3 separate regions of the Sus scrofa genome follow, and regions 1 and 3 are each linked to region 2. The links are chromatin contacts, called in public Hi-C and HiChIP or PLAC-seq maps. All regions are on one chromosome and are shown on one strand. Each heading gives the region's core, a stretch centred on a gene start, on an enhancer-like site or on the middle of the called end of the contact. The rest is flanking DNA. Distances are from core to core; before and after follow the strand shown. Region 1 holds the start of CKAP4 (cytoskeleton associated protein 4). Region 2 holds the start of TMEM263 (transmembrane protein 263). Region 3 holds the start of POLR3B (DNA-directed RNA polymerase III subunit RPC2).

What was found. Hi-C and Micro-C count contacts between places; a contact is called where the count stands out from the background. HiChIP or PLAC-seq counts read pairs in DNA pulled down with a chosen protein or histone mark.
Region 1: a contact with region 2 is called in a Hi-C map of liver, with 3 times the contacts expected there. The contact joins the promoter of CKAP4 here to the promoter of TMEM263 in region 2. A contact is called at or near these places in 1 of 5 promoter capture datasets (liver), 3 of 47 Hi-C or Micro-C datasets (brain, fetal heart ventricle and liver) and 2 of 2 datasets of contacts at active chromatin or transcription factors (alveolar macrophages and skeletal muscle).
Region 3: a contact with region 2 is called in an H3K27ac HiChIP or PLAC-seq map of skeletal muscle, with 6 times the contacts expected there. The contact joins the promoter of POLR3B here to the promoter of TMEM263 in region 2. A contact is called at or near these places in 1 of 5 promoter capture datasets (fetal skeletal muscle) and 2 of 2 datasets of contacts at active chromatin or transcription factors (alveolar macrophages and skeletal muscle).

The regions. Positions count from the first base shown.
Region 1 is chr5:14,019,521-14,023,892 of Sscrofa11.1, reverse strand. CKAP4 (cytoskeleton associated protein 4) reads right to left here and starts at 2,762. Exons shown (of 3, transcript NM_001244631.1): 1 at 2,117-2,762. The coding sequence starts at 2,572.
Region 2 is chr5:13,395,218-13,399,606 of Sscrofa11.1, reverse strand. TMEM263 (transmembrane protein 263) reads left to right here and starts at 2,195. Exons shown (of 3, transcript XM_021091567.1): 1 at 2,195-2,401. CRY1 (cryptochrome-1) reads right to left here. Exons shown (of 18, transcript XM_021091562.1): 16 at 1-3,225.
Region 3 is chr5:13,924,091-13,928,494 of Sscrofa11.1, reverse strand. POLR3B (DNA-directed RNA polymerase III subunit RPC2) reads left to right here and starts at 1,762. Exons shown (of 28, transcript XM_021091574.1): 1 at 1,762-2,027. The coding sequence starts at 1,956.

The DNA of each region.
Region 1 (4,372 bases), core at 1,513-4,012, 620 kb before region 2:
AGTGTCCTAGGAGTTAACTCCAGTTTGAATAGCCCTACCACTTGCTAGCTGTGTAACCATGAAAAGTTTACTTAGCCTCTCGTGCTCACTTTCCTCGTCTGTGAAAAGGGGATCAAAACAGTATTTACCTGGCAGGGTTGTGGGAATCAAAAGAGATGAGTGCATAATAAATATGAGGCATCAGCTCGATGACACGATTCAATATTAGCTTGATTACATTACTAAATGAAAGGTCACTGTTTCAATGGTTTACAGCCAGGTGGATTCCTAACAATCTGGGCAGAGCGCTCCCCTTACTGTGGAGACGGGAAAAGGGAGCCCCAAAAGGAAAGGAATCTGTACAAGGCTGTTGATGGAGATGGGGTGGGAACCAGAACGGAGAAGGGAGGGGAGGGAGGAAGCAGAGAGAGTAAAGCCCAGTTTCTTCCACCTGGATTCAAGACCTCCACCACCTAGGCCTCGACTTCACCTGCCCCTCTCACTGCTCCCTAAATGTTACTCTGCTCCAGGCAGGGGGACCACCTGCTGTCCCCAAACAAGCCTGTGTGTTCTTCATTCCTTCTGTCAACAGTGAACCATCTCTGTCTAGATCTAGACTGGCATGGCCCTGACCGCCAGGATACAGGTCTGGGCAAACTCCACATTCCATCTTCTGCACTCGCACAGTGGTTTCCCTTAACTGAAACCTACCTGTGGGCTGCTCCACAAGCAGGATTTGTCTTTTGCACCTTGGGAGCCTCCACAGGGCCTACACGGAGCCACACTATCAGACTTCACCAAATATTATGATTGATTGGTGAGTGGGTGGATCAAAGAGAGGAAACTGAGAGGCTAGTGATTATACTCCAGCAGTCTGTTTTTTAAGAATGATTTGACATTCAAGATAGGCGAAGCAGCACTGTCTACTTTATTCCCTTCAAAAAGTCACCTCCCTTGGCCTGCAGCATGGAGCAAGATGACTCACTCCAGTTGCTCTGCCAGTCTTAAGAGGAAATTCCTAGTCTTGCATACTCCACACAAGTCGATAGAAACTTGGCAGGGCAGGCAGCATGCTGGGAAAAGGAGGCAGCAGTTCCGGGCTCAGAAGTGGTGGCGGGATTTTTTGTTTCGATCGTGCAACCAACTTTCATTGAGCAATGGCATCAGTGGAGGATGGAGGAGGAGGAATGAGACTGAGGGAGCTGCCCTTGGTGTAGAGAAAAGACAGAAAGGGAGGAACCTATGCAACTTTGTGTTGAAAGTTGGGTCCATCCACACCTGAAATAGGCCCCTGTGTACACTGAACCGAAAGGGCCAAGACACTGTCATGCAGTCTGCCTATCTGCTGGGGTCTTTATCGATTCACTAAATCTCCAGACCTCAATTTTCTGGTCTGGAAAATGGAGTCAAAACTGCCAGTTCTCCCTCCCTCCCAAGGTTGCTACAAAGATTAGGTCATAAATGAGTAAGCCCTCTAAACACCATATAAATGTACCCCGTGGTGTTATTCACCAGTGTGACCTAGTCTTTTTGGCCTTGCCTTTCCTCTAAAGCTGAAATATGCTCTTCCAAGGCTCAAATAGGTACATTGGTCCAATAAAGGGCAAGGGACCTAAAGATATAAAATATTCCATTATAACTACACAAATGAGTAATCGAGTAAGATTACTAGCTTCTCCTTCTCCGGGCTCCAGGTCTATTAAAAACTGGCTCAGATGTCGCCCACCTGGCGAGCAGAGGCACGGCCTTGCCGGAGGCTTCCAGGGATGCACTGGCTTCCCTTCCAACCACCTCTTTAGACAACTCTGCCCATTCAGTGGTTCCTAATCCAAAAAGAATGGTCTCCCCAGAGGCCGCCGGCTTCCTTACAGGTCACCGCTAATGTCCTGTGACAGGCCCTTGGCCCACCCTCCGGGACTGGCCTGACCATCCTCGAAGCGGTCCATCCCTCGGGGCCGATTCCTCAGCGGCCATTAACAAAGAGGGTCTGGGGACCGCCTCAGAACTAGGGGGCCGGGGAGGGGGCCTCTCAGGTCTCTGGCGAAGGACACCAGGCCTGGGCCGGCAAGGGGCCCGGCTGTGGCTGCGGGGGCCGCAGACTGGCGGACGGGGGTTGAGGGGACCCGGGAGCACCCACCTTCTGCTCGACGCCCTGCAAGCCCTGACCCAGCTCCTCCCTCTGCCGGGAGAAGTCCTGGTGGCTGCGCCGGACCTGCTGGACCTCCTCCAGGACGTGGTGGACACACCAGCCCGAGAAGGCGGCCGCCGCCACCAGCGCGAGGTAGAAGAGAAAGTTGAGCGCCCGGCCGAGCCTGCGCGAGCAGGACGCCGAGGACGAGGCGGCAGCAGCTGCGGCGGCGGCGGCAGCGGAGGAGGACTTGCCGCCGCGGTGGCCGCCCCTACCGTGCGCCTGGTTCTGCGGATGCTGCGGCGGGTGCTGCTGCGGGTGCGGCGCGGGCGGCGCCGGCTGCTGCGGCGCCGGCGGCGGCTTCTTCGCCACGTCATCCGCGCCGCCCGACGGGTGGGCGCCCTTCTCCGAGGGGCTCGCGGCGCCGTGGCCGCCCTTGGAGCCCCTTTGTTTGGCCGAGGGCATGGCGGGCGCGGCGGCGGGTGAGGCCGCGGGCTACGAGGCGAGCGAGCGGGGCGCGCGGCCCGGGAAACTTCCTCGGGCTCCCCCGGGGCTGGGCGAGCGGCACGCGGGCGCTGCTGGCGTCGGAGCGGCCGCGAGAGAGAGCGAGAGAGAGAGCGAGAGAGCGAGAGCGGGCGGGCGGGCGAGGAAAGAGGCCGGGCGAGGGAGGAAGGAGGAGGGGGCCTGCCTCCGCCGCCGCCGCTGCCGCCGCGGCGTCGACCCCGCCTCCCGGGAAGGGAGGCCGGCAGAGCCGAGCGGGGAGCGCCTGCCACGCACGCGGGGGCCGGCGGGCGGCCCCTCCCCCTGCCGCCACGACCCCAAAGAGGGAGGGCCGAGCCCGGGGCGGCCCAGCGGGGTCCACGCGGGCTACGACAGGGCGGGGGGAGAGGGGCGGCCGAGGGGAAGGTGGCGGCCCAGCCGGGGATGCGGGAGCCGGGGTGGGATGGGGGACAACCGAAGGGCGAGGGGCGGCCCAGCGGGGTCTGTGGGGTCCAGGGGTCGGGGGGTCGGCAGAAGGGAAGGTGGTGGCCTAGTGGGGTTTTCTGGGGCCCGGGAGAGTGGGGTGGGGGGGCTGAGGATGGTGTCCCAGTCGGGTCAACGGAGGTCGGAGCAAGCGGCTGAAGTGGCCGAGGTGGGAGGGGGCAGAAGGCAGCCAGGGTGGGGAGCAGCCAGGCTGGATCTACGGAGGCGGGAGCCGGCAGCCGAGGTGGCCACAGGGAGGGGGTGGAGGGCCGGGTTGATGAGACCCGGACTGGCGACTGAGCTGGGGCCACGGGGCCCCCTGGGATAGGCGGCCGAGATGGGGGTGGCCCGGCGAGTCTGAGGGAGGAGAGCCGGGCAAGACCCGGTGCAGCGGGCTAAGTGCGAGCCCCCCTCCCTCTGGACCAGAGCGGGAAGGAAACGAAGGAGGGCGCCCCAGGAGCCCTGCCCCTGGGAGTAGGAGTAAAGGGGCGGGAACGGATCCCCCCCAGTCCTTCCCGCGGGGAGTTGGGAACATCCCCGCCCCTCCCCATCCCACCCTCCAGGCCTACGAGGGTTGGACCTTGTCTCTTTTCCTGGGGTTTGAAGGCGGAGGCAGAAAGGGCTTTATGAAAAGCAGTCGGCTCCAGTGGCATGTTTAGGGAGAGTTAGCAAAGATTCTTGCACTGTGCCAAGACTGTTCAAGGGGACAGACTTGAGCGTCCCACTTAGCCCAGCCGGTCCACTGTCGACGCTGTTGACTTTTTTCTGAAGCCCTTTCATCTCCATTTTCCCTTTGGGGGCCGCTCTCTGTCCACAGTCCCTGCTACGGACAGGCTCTTTGCTACATGCTGGGAAGGCGGCAGTGGCAGCAATGAGAGGGAAGCAGATCAGGTTGTCGGCCGTACTTTGGTAGAAGAAAATAGAACTATGCCAGGCTCTGGCTCTGCTTAGCAACGTACATACATGTTCTCAAAACCTCCCAAAAACCTTCTGAGGTCGGAATTATATTACCCACTTTCTAGGAAAGAAACAGGCTGAGCCGCACCCCAACTGACTGGCTCAAGGTCACACACAACCATGATTTGAATCTTGATCTGCTGCTTTCAGGGCCTATGCTGCTTAATAGGCCGCAGAGAAATTAAGCAATTTGCCTACTCTCAAAAAGGCTAGCTGATGCTGGGGCAAGGAGAGAGCTCCCCTCTACAAGCTGCTTTCCCCCTGAATCTGGTGTCTGCGGTGTGTTTCTGAGGTGTTGTTTCTTCTGCCTGGAAACTTCTCCCAGTTCTGTCTTTAAAAACAAAC
Region 2 (4,389 bases), core at 946-3,445:
GCATGAAGGTCTCATTATTTTGACATGATACAATCTTTCAGAAATACGTTTCATTTTTATAATCTAAGATGGGATTTCACAGAATGGGACTCAAGAACTCAGCACATTCAGCCTATAAAACAAACATGGCCTGACTTCCTTGAGGCTCTTTCTGCTATAAAAGCGTATCCCATATCAAGATAGCATCCTTCTGTAGAAGCCAATCCATCAAGACACTTAGTTTCATTTTAGATCTAGGGGTGGGTGAACATTGAGTGGTGCTATTCACTTTTACAGGTAAGAAAACTGAAACAGTAAGAAATGAATGCTGTCAGACTTATAAGAAATATATAACTACCTATACTTGAAGTTTCAGAAGATTCAGGTGAACTCAAAACCTCGCCCAAAGAACTGCTTTACATCCTGGTTGGTTTGAGATGGTTTCAACCCATTGTGGATTACAACTTCAATAAAAGCAAAAATGTAAAATCTCCCAGGAGTGGCTACAGTTTTACTAGTCATTTATATATTAAGGATTAAACTCTCCTGCAGAGAGAAAGAAGTGGAAGGGGAACAAGAAACTGTGTAATCGTGCACCTCATAATTTTGCCTAGCATTCACATTGGAAAGATCACATTTTAAGTGGTTGCTGTGATAACAGGAAAATAGAGTTGTTATGTACCTCTTTCACATGTTGAGTAGACACAACAATCCATAGATCCTGCTAACAATTCAGATCATATTTTAAAGTGACAAGATTTTTGCATCTCTCCTTTAACTTCTGGAAAACTAAAATATCTTGATAGTCTCAGAACAATGGTCTAAGAAGATATGAGTTGCTGCTTTGATAAATCAATGACTAGGCAGAAACCATAAACCATATTTAGGCCATTCCATTCAAGACCTGGCTCAATGTAAGCTTCTTCCAGGATGCTTTCCTTGGTTAGCACGTCCTTTTCTGAGCCTTGCCAACAGTTATTACTCAGTTGCACCAAACTGATTATTTTGCATTTGAAAAAAAAATTGTGTGACCTTATTAGTTATCAAACATACTAAGACAAGCGTGTTTTGTCTTGCTAATCAATCTGTGAAGGAAGACCTGACACTTACATACACATATAGGAATTCAGTTTATAAAGCCCTTTCACATCCATCATTTCTTTTGATTCTCTAGAAAAACCTATCTATGATGGACTTACTGTAATCTTCATTTTAAAGGTGTGGAAAATGAATAGATACCCCTTCTCTAGTTTAGCAGCCTTTTCACCACTTATCTCGTTCAGTCCTCGCAACCACCAAGCCGTGAGGTGAGATGCCTCACCTCACAATGGGTTCAGGGCCTGACAATATCCTCTTACCGCTGCACTCTTCTCACCACCTTCCAGAACCGCAAGCAGAGCCTCAGCCTAGATGGGGAGACCTGAAGATGCACCACGCTAGGCGGCAGGTGGCGAGGGAGGGGCGCGAAGCCAGGATTCCTAATTCCAGGTTTCCAACTCCCTCCTCTTAGCTACTAAGCACCCACTCTCTTCAGCCAACTGAAGAGAGTGGGCCCCTGGCGAGCCCTCAGCACTGCGAGAGCGGTGGGTGACGACGACTGATCACAGGAGTTCTTCCTTTTAAGAACCTCAGGTCTAGGGCAGAAGAGACTTAATAATAATAATAATAATAATAATAGAGCAAGTCCTCTCTGGTCACCCCTGTCACCTGGGCAGTAAAGGCACGTCGAGAGCCCCAAACTGAAAGGCGCAGAGAAGTCCCGGCTGGCGACCGTCCCATGTTCCTTCGGGCCAACGTTCTGAATCCCTAGCGACCGTTACTAGCAACTAAAGCCAGAGTCCGAGAAGCAGGCGGCTCCAGCGCTTGCGGGCCGCAGCGCCTCAGCCTACGCATGCCCGGGGCTCTGAGCCCCTCGCCCGATCTGATTGGACCGAGGAGGAAAGGGGGCGGGAGGCCCCAGGCGGAGGCGCGCTCGCAGGCCGGCCCTGGGTTCTCGCGGTGGCACCTAGCGGGCGAAGGGGCGGGAGCTTGGCCTGGGAGCAAGGGGGGGGGGGGGTGTCGCGCGTGCGCACCTCGGGAGGCGACTGTCTGGGGGCTGCTGGGAGGGCTGGGCAGTTCGAGAAACGGGTGGGCGTGTGCCGGGTGGGCGCGGGAGGGGCTTCGTGTGCGCTTGCGCGTCGAATCGCGAGCCGCGGGAGGAGGCGGGAACTGAGGAGGCGGTGGAGGGGGCGGGTCGCGTCCGGCGCCACGTCCGCAGCCAGAGGCCGCCGTCGCCAACCGAGTGTTCTGGTTCCACAGCCAGAGGAGGCGTCTCCGGAGCTCGCAGTTGACCCAGGCTGTGCCAGCCGCTCAGGCCGCCTCAGCCCTCCTCGGTGCTGCCCGGTCTTTTCGCCCGGCCCCGGCGTCGGCCCCCGACCCGGCGGTAAGTCAGGCTGGAAGGGTAGAGGGCGCCGTCTCGGCTTCTTTTCCTCCTCTCTGTTGCCTTTTTCCGTTAGCTCTTCAGCACCTCACCGCCTCATTCTCTGGGCCTGGCTGCTGGGAGTTGGGCCTTTTGGGGGGACTGAGCGGGGAAGGGGGAGGGGCGAGATGATGTTGGGGGCGGGTGGAGGTTCGTTGGCACGGTTGCCCCCTCTTACGGGTCTTTTCCTCCTCGGTGGTTTGAGATTGCGACCCTTCTTGGAAGCATCTGCCTGACTTCTTAGCTCCTGGGGTGTCGGGTTGGGGGAATGGGGGTGGGAGGGCGTCAGCAGCCTGGGAGATGAGAGGAATGTGGCACAGGGCCTGGGTGCTGGGCTTCCCCTCCCTGCTAACTCCTAACCTGTTGATAAATCATTCTCTTGGGTTCAGGTCCCCAGTGGGCATTCACCGTGTTCTTCACAGGTAGCCCTACCCGCCCCCTCCGTGCATAACCTAAACTTGAAAATGTAGCAATGGAGAGAGACGCTGATGGCACCGGGGGCTGCTGGAGCACCCATCAGTGCCGTCATTGCCTTCTGAGTCTAAATAAAATTCGTGTCTGCTATATACACACGCATTCTCAAGTCTGGTCCCCAGGTTCCTACTTCCAATCAGATCCTCTTTCCTAAACAGATCTCCTCTTGTATGTTAGAATAGGAATTCTGGAACCCTGTGGGAGTGCGGGTGTGCTGGGTGTCCAACGTGGAGCGGAGGGAGGAGGTGCTGAGCTCAGCCCTAGCCAGGGCTCCTCCAGGGTCATTTTCTGCTTCTCCTGCCACGTCACTCCCTCTGGTAAAGAAGAAGGAAAAAAAAAGTACTTGCTAGTGCCCAAAGGGATCCGTGGGGGTTGAGAAGGGGCCACTGGGAAAGGTTTCGAAACACCTAGAGAAAGAGGAGAGTTTGATTTATTATGTCCTTGTGAGCACTTGTGCTGATTCTAAATGAAAATACTTAATTTACTGTGTGCGATTATTTGCTATTGTTTAACCTATGTAAAACTTGCACTGGCGTGGGTGCTCTAAAGGGCTTCCCAAGAGTATTGATATCATTCCATCAACAGGTATATATGTGTGTGTACGTGTCCACGTCTGCTTTTTTTAAAGAAAGAGGGAAGTAACCTTGAATAAACCCTTATGCATCCTGTTTTGATTTTTTTCCACTTTCATTTCTTTAGTTTTTGTTATAACGTGTACTGGAAAACAGGTTCAATAAAAATATGCCCATATGTAGAGAACATCGTTAGAAAAGTTACCGTGTGAGGTCCATTTTTTAAAAGTCCAGGAATGTCTTTGCCTTTGTTTCAGTCATTGAGTATTTGCTGTTTTTCCTCTTTCTGAAGGTATCTTACTGCATTATATATAAACACCCTCAGAGTAGGCCTTTACATACTTGTTCAGGCTGAAACCTCAGTGCCTAACACAGTGTAAACCTCAGTGCCTAACACAGTGTCTGACCTGTAGTAGGGACACAGATAGCTGTTGAACTAATGAGGAATAATTTAGTGAAAATGACTGGTGTACTGGTTTGATAGCTTACTGTAATTCTGCTTGATGTTCCATTTAAGGGCTACACTTAAAAATTGCCATTTGATAGTGTCAGTCGTTACTTGTCAGGAGATGGTCATTTATAGGTTTTACTGGCAGATTACTTTATTTCCCTGCTAGATTCAGTGCATTTCTTGTAGTTTACGTGTTGTTGATTTAATGGGCAGGGGCCATTTTTAAAAGCAGCCTGTTGGTTAAGTAGAGAAGCCTAAAAATAGTAAGTTGGTGTTTTAATATACACTGTTGATGTGTGTGAGTTAAAGCTCTGTATAAATATATTTTTGAAACTCCTCGTAGTTATTTAGCAAAGAAACTAAAACATGGGAATGAGGATGTGGCGGAGTCCCTATATATAGAATGTGTAGAAGAATTTAGCTAATTCATTTACAGTCTTTTTCTTATAAGGAAA
Region 3 (4,404 bases), core at 513-3,012, 530 kb before region 2:
TTTCTTTATGATTTCTGTTACCATCCTTGAAAGCAGTCACCACTCAATGCTAATGGATGTATTCAATTATATTTTCTTCTAAGTTTCTGTTAATTTAATACACACAGGATTTGCTTAGATGTATGTTTTTTCCTAAATGGCTAATCAGCAGTTTTAGCATCATCCTTTCTTTTTCTTTTGGCTGCACCCGCGGTGTGTGGAAGTTCTGGGCCAGGGATCCAGGGAATTAAACATGCACCACAGCAATGACCCAAGCTGTTGCAGTGACAACGCCAGATCCTTAACGATCTGTGCCACAACGAAAATCCCCAACATCGTTTTTTTTGCATAAGCCATCTTTCCTCCGCTGATTTAAAATGACATCTTCTCATAATAAATTTCTGCTGGTATTTACTCCTGGATCTTCTGTCTAGTCCTTTCAGAATATGACATTGTCTTAATTACTGTCCTGTTATGCTCTACTCTCTAGGTGAGTTAAGTCCTCCTTGCTTTGTGGTTATTAATGGTCATATAACAGTCCATCATGTAGCTGAAACCTGGCCTCTGTTCATAGGTACCAACTAAGTCTTAGAGACAGAGATTTGGGTGAAGCAGAAAGAAGAGCTTTACTGCTTTGCCAGGCAAAGGAGGCCACGACAGGCTAACATGCTCAAAACCGTGTCCTCTCTTGAGAGGGGATAGCAAGGAGTTTTAAAAGTTTAGCTAAAAAACCCACCCAACCTAACAACAAGAACAACAAAAAACCAAGGCTGTTGATAAGGATTAGGATGCCTGCATTTTTCTCCTGCCATAGATCATTTCAAAGTCATCCAGGCTGGCCTCAGGTGGTCCTGTGACAGTTTCTGGTGGTCTTTGGGGTTATTGCACTTTGACCTACTCTCTGCAATGAAGATGGCTTACAAGAGGTGAGTGTTTCCAAGGAAAAGAAGACACCAGGTGGGCAATGTAACTCTTAACTAGAAAGTAATCATTAGCTGCAGTTCCTGTCGTGGCTCAGTGGTTAACGAATCTGAACAGGAACGATGATGTTGCGGGTTTGATCCCTGGCCTCACTCTGTGGGTTAAGGATCCCGTGTTGCCGCGAGCTGTGGTACAGGTCATAGACTCTGCTTAGATCCTGCGCTGCTTCGGTGTAGGCTGGTGGCTACAGCTCCAAATTAGACCCCTAGCCTGGGAACCTCCATATGCCACAGGTGTGGCCCCAGAAAAGACCAAAAAAAAAAAAAAGTAATCATTAGTAAAAGAAAGCAGCTAAGCAAGAAAGAAATCCTTTTTGTGAAAAGCCAGTGAGAGGAAGGGAATGGGTCAAGCAAGTCAGGGCATAAAATAATGGAGACTGTTTCAAATAGTTTTTACTGTTAACAGTTTTTCCTAATTATTAACTCTTGAGTCAGTCTTTTGAGACTGACAGGAGGCTGGGGAGGCCAAAGGAAAAGGGATCTACTTCAAAACACAAGGACACAGGGGCTTGCACATGGTTTCAGTCACACAGGTACCTCAAGTTTCTAAACCAATCCCCTCCTTTGGCAAGTTTCCTATTTTTCATATATATAGTTTTGGGCTAAACTAAATGAACTCTACACTTAGGTGGCTCAAGTGGTGCAAATTATCTGTTTACCCTTTTCTTTGAATTATTAAAAAAAACTCGACAATATGCTTTGCGGTTCTCAGTCATGGGAGAGCTGACAATCTGTCAGCTGGGGTTTAAGGCAATCCAGGCGAGACTTCCGCGCGACACCAGGGGGCGCAGTTTCCCAGCTCCGTTAACCACATCCGGGTTCAACTGTATGTTCCGACTAGATTCAGTCGGAACCTTTCTGTTACGCCTCCAATTAATTTGGGCGGCGGGGACCATTTAGGCCTCCGCGCACCGCTCACCACGGCTCTCGCGGTTCGTTTGGTGCGGGAAGTCACACGTGAGGCTTCTGTTTGCTCGTTTCTTCGTCCTGAGCAGCATGGACGTGCTGGCGGAGGAGTTTGGAAACCTGACGCCGGAGCAGCTGGCTGCGCCCATCCCGACTGTAGAGGTGAGGGGAGGGCACGCGGGGAGCGGAAGGGGCCGGGACGTGTCCCCGAGAGGCGTTGCCCCCAGAGCTCTGGTCGGGCGAGGGGGGCGGGCCGCGGCTTCTGCGCATGCCCAGCACTCAGCGCACGCTCAGAAATCCACGCGCGCCCAGGGCACTGCTGGCACATGGAAGGGGCGAGCCCAGGGGAGACGTCAGCTGCCACGCAGGTTGAGCGGCCCAGTGCCCCGCTCTCGATTTGGGCTCTTCTAGTGTTCCCGCGTTGTCAGGGGAGGACTGCCTTGACCGCATTGGAGGACGTATCGCATCTTTGCGGGCTTATAAAGGATGATGAGTTCCAGGGAGCTTAGGCCAGTTTGGGCAAGTCCCACAGCTGGTTGTGGTGGTAAAACCAAGTCGTCGGAATCGCAGACTAGTAATCCCTCCCTGTCACCAGAACTCAAGTTTGGGCTGCAGGAGTATTTTGAACGCCCGGAAAATTTCTTCCAAATTTTGCCTAGGTGTTTTCTGGAGAGTGGCCCTGTAGCTTTAATCAGATACACGGAAGTTAAGGATATCTGCTCTACAGTGAGCTGCCTGATGAAGTTCAGCTGTTGACCATAATTTTTATTTTATGCAAAGGTAATAGAGCTTCTGTGGGCCTCAAAATCTTAGTTGGCATGGAGTGGGGGAGTGGAGAAATAGTCAAGGGAGGGATTCAGGTAGAAGGAAGAGGACATTTGAAACCCAGAGGCAAGACCATTTGATGTTTTTGAGGAATTAAGTCCAGGAGATCCCATCATGGCTCAACGGAAATGAATCTGACTAGTATCTGTGAGGATGCAGGTTCGATCCCTGGCCTTGCTCAGTGGGTTAAGGATCCGGTGTTGCCATGAGCTGTGGTGTAGGTCGAAGACGAGGCTCAGATCTCGTGTTGCTGTGGCTGTGGTGCAGGCCAGCAGCTACAGCTCCGATTCCACCTCTAGCCTGGGAACCTCCATGTGCCACAGGTGTGGCCCTAAAAAGACAAAAAAAAAAAAAAAAAAAAAAAGTCTAATAGTGCTGGAGTGAAGAAAAGTAGAGGAGGAGAGATTAAAGGTGACAGATAGATGAAGGACCTGATTAGGAATGGTTTTGTTAGACCTCTGAAGCAGAAGTGAGATGCTGCTGACAGATGTAATGAGAATGACTAGCAGCATCAGTGGAACTATTGGATCATAAGAATCTTTTTATAATCATTGGGCAAATTAAGGACTTAGAGTCAGTCGGTCTGTAAGTCCCTGCAGTACACTGCTGATCTTCATCAGGCAATACTGGATTTTATTTTTCCTTATTTTATTATTTTTTAATTAAAAACAATTTTTTTGTCTTTTTTTAGAGCCGCACCTGCGGCATATGGAGGTTCCCAGGCTAGAGGTCCAATTGGAGCTACAGCTGCCGGCCTACACCCCAGCCATGGCCATGCCACATCTGAGCCTTGTATGCAACCTCCACCACTGCTCATGGGAACACCAAATCCTTAACCCACTAAGCAAGGCCAGGGATTGAACTCACAACCTCATGGTCCCTAGTTGGATTCGTTTCCGCTGCGCCACGACGGGAACTCCCTTATTATTATTTTTTTTAAATAATGGATTTTAACTCTTTAAGAGTTATTGTTTAAGAGCCAGCATTTACTGAGTACTTACCCAGGCTCTGGTCAAGCCTAATTATGTTATTTAATCATCTGAAGTAAGTATTGTTCCCCCATTTTGCCAATGAAGGTTTTTGTCGTTGTCTGCCCTCGGCATGCGGAAGTTCCTGGGCCAGGGATTGAACCTGGGTTGCAACAGTGAGAAACTGAATCTTTAACTGGTTGAGTCACTAGTGAACTCCAACCAATGAGGATTTTTTAAGGCCCAGAGAGGTTCAGTAAGTAACTCAGTGTCAGAAGGGTGTTAGGTGATGGACTCTGTTAGGATTCTGGACTCCGGCAGTCAGACTCCAGAATCCTCATCCCTACCTGCTGACTGGACTGCTGGCCTGGAGAGCTGCAGGAATAAGCCTAAAGGATTTCTGTTTCTTGTCTGAATTTGCACAGCGGTGAAGGGACCAGTACCACATTTCCAGTCTTCTGAATCGGGAATAACAGTTTCTTTTCCTGGCCTCCTGCATCCAAACCACTGTCCCATCTTCAGGGTCCCGACTATGAATTCTACTCAATTCTGAAACCTCATTCCTGACGTTCTCCAGGTCCGAACCACTGTCATCTTTTACTTCCATGGCTCCTGACTTGTCCCATTCCCATCTCTTCTCTGCTTTGTAGTCAGAACCATCAGTTTAAACACACAGATGTGACCATGTTGCACCCTTGGTTAAAATTCGTCAGTCTGCCCATTGCTCTCAGTGCAGAATCTACAGT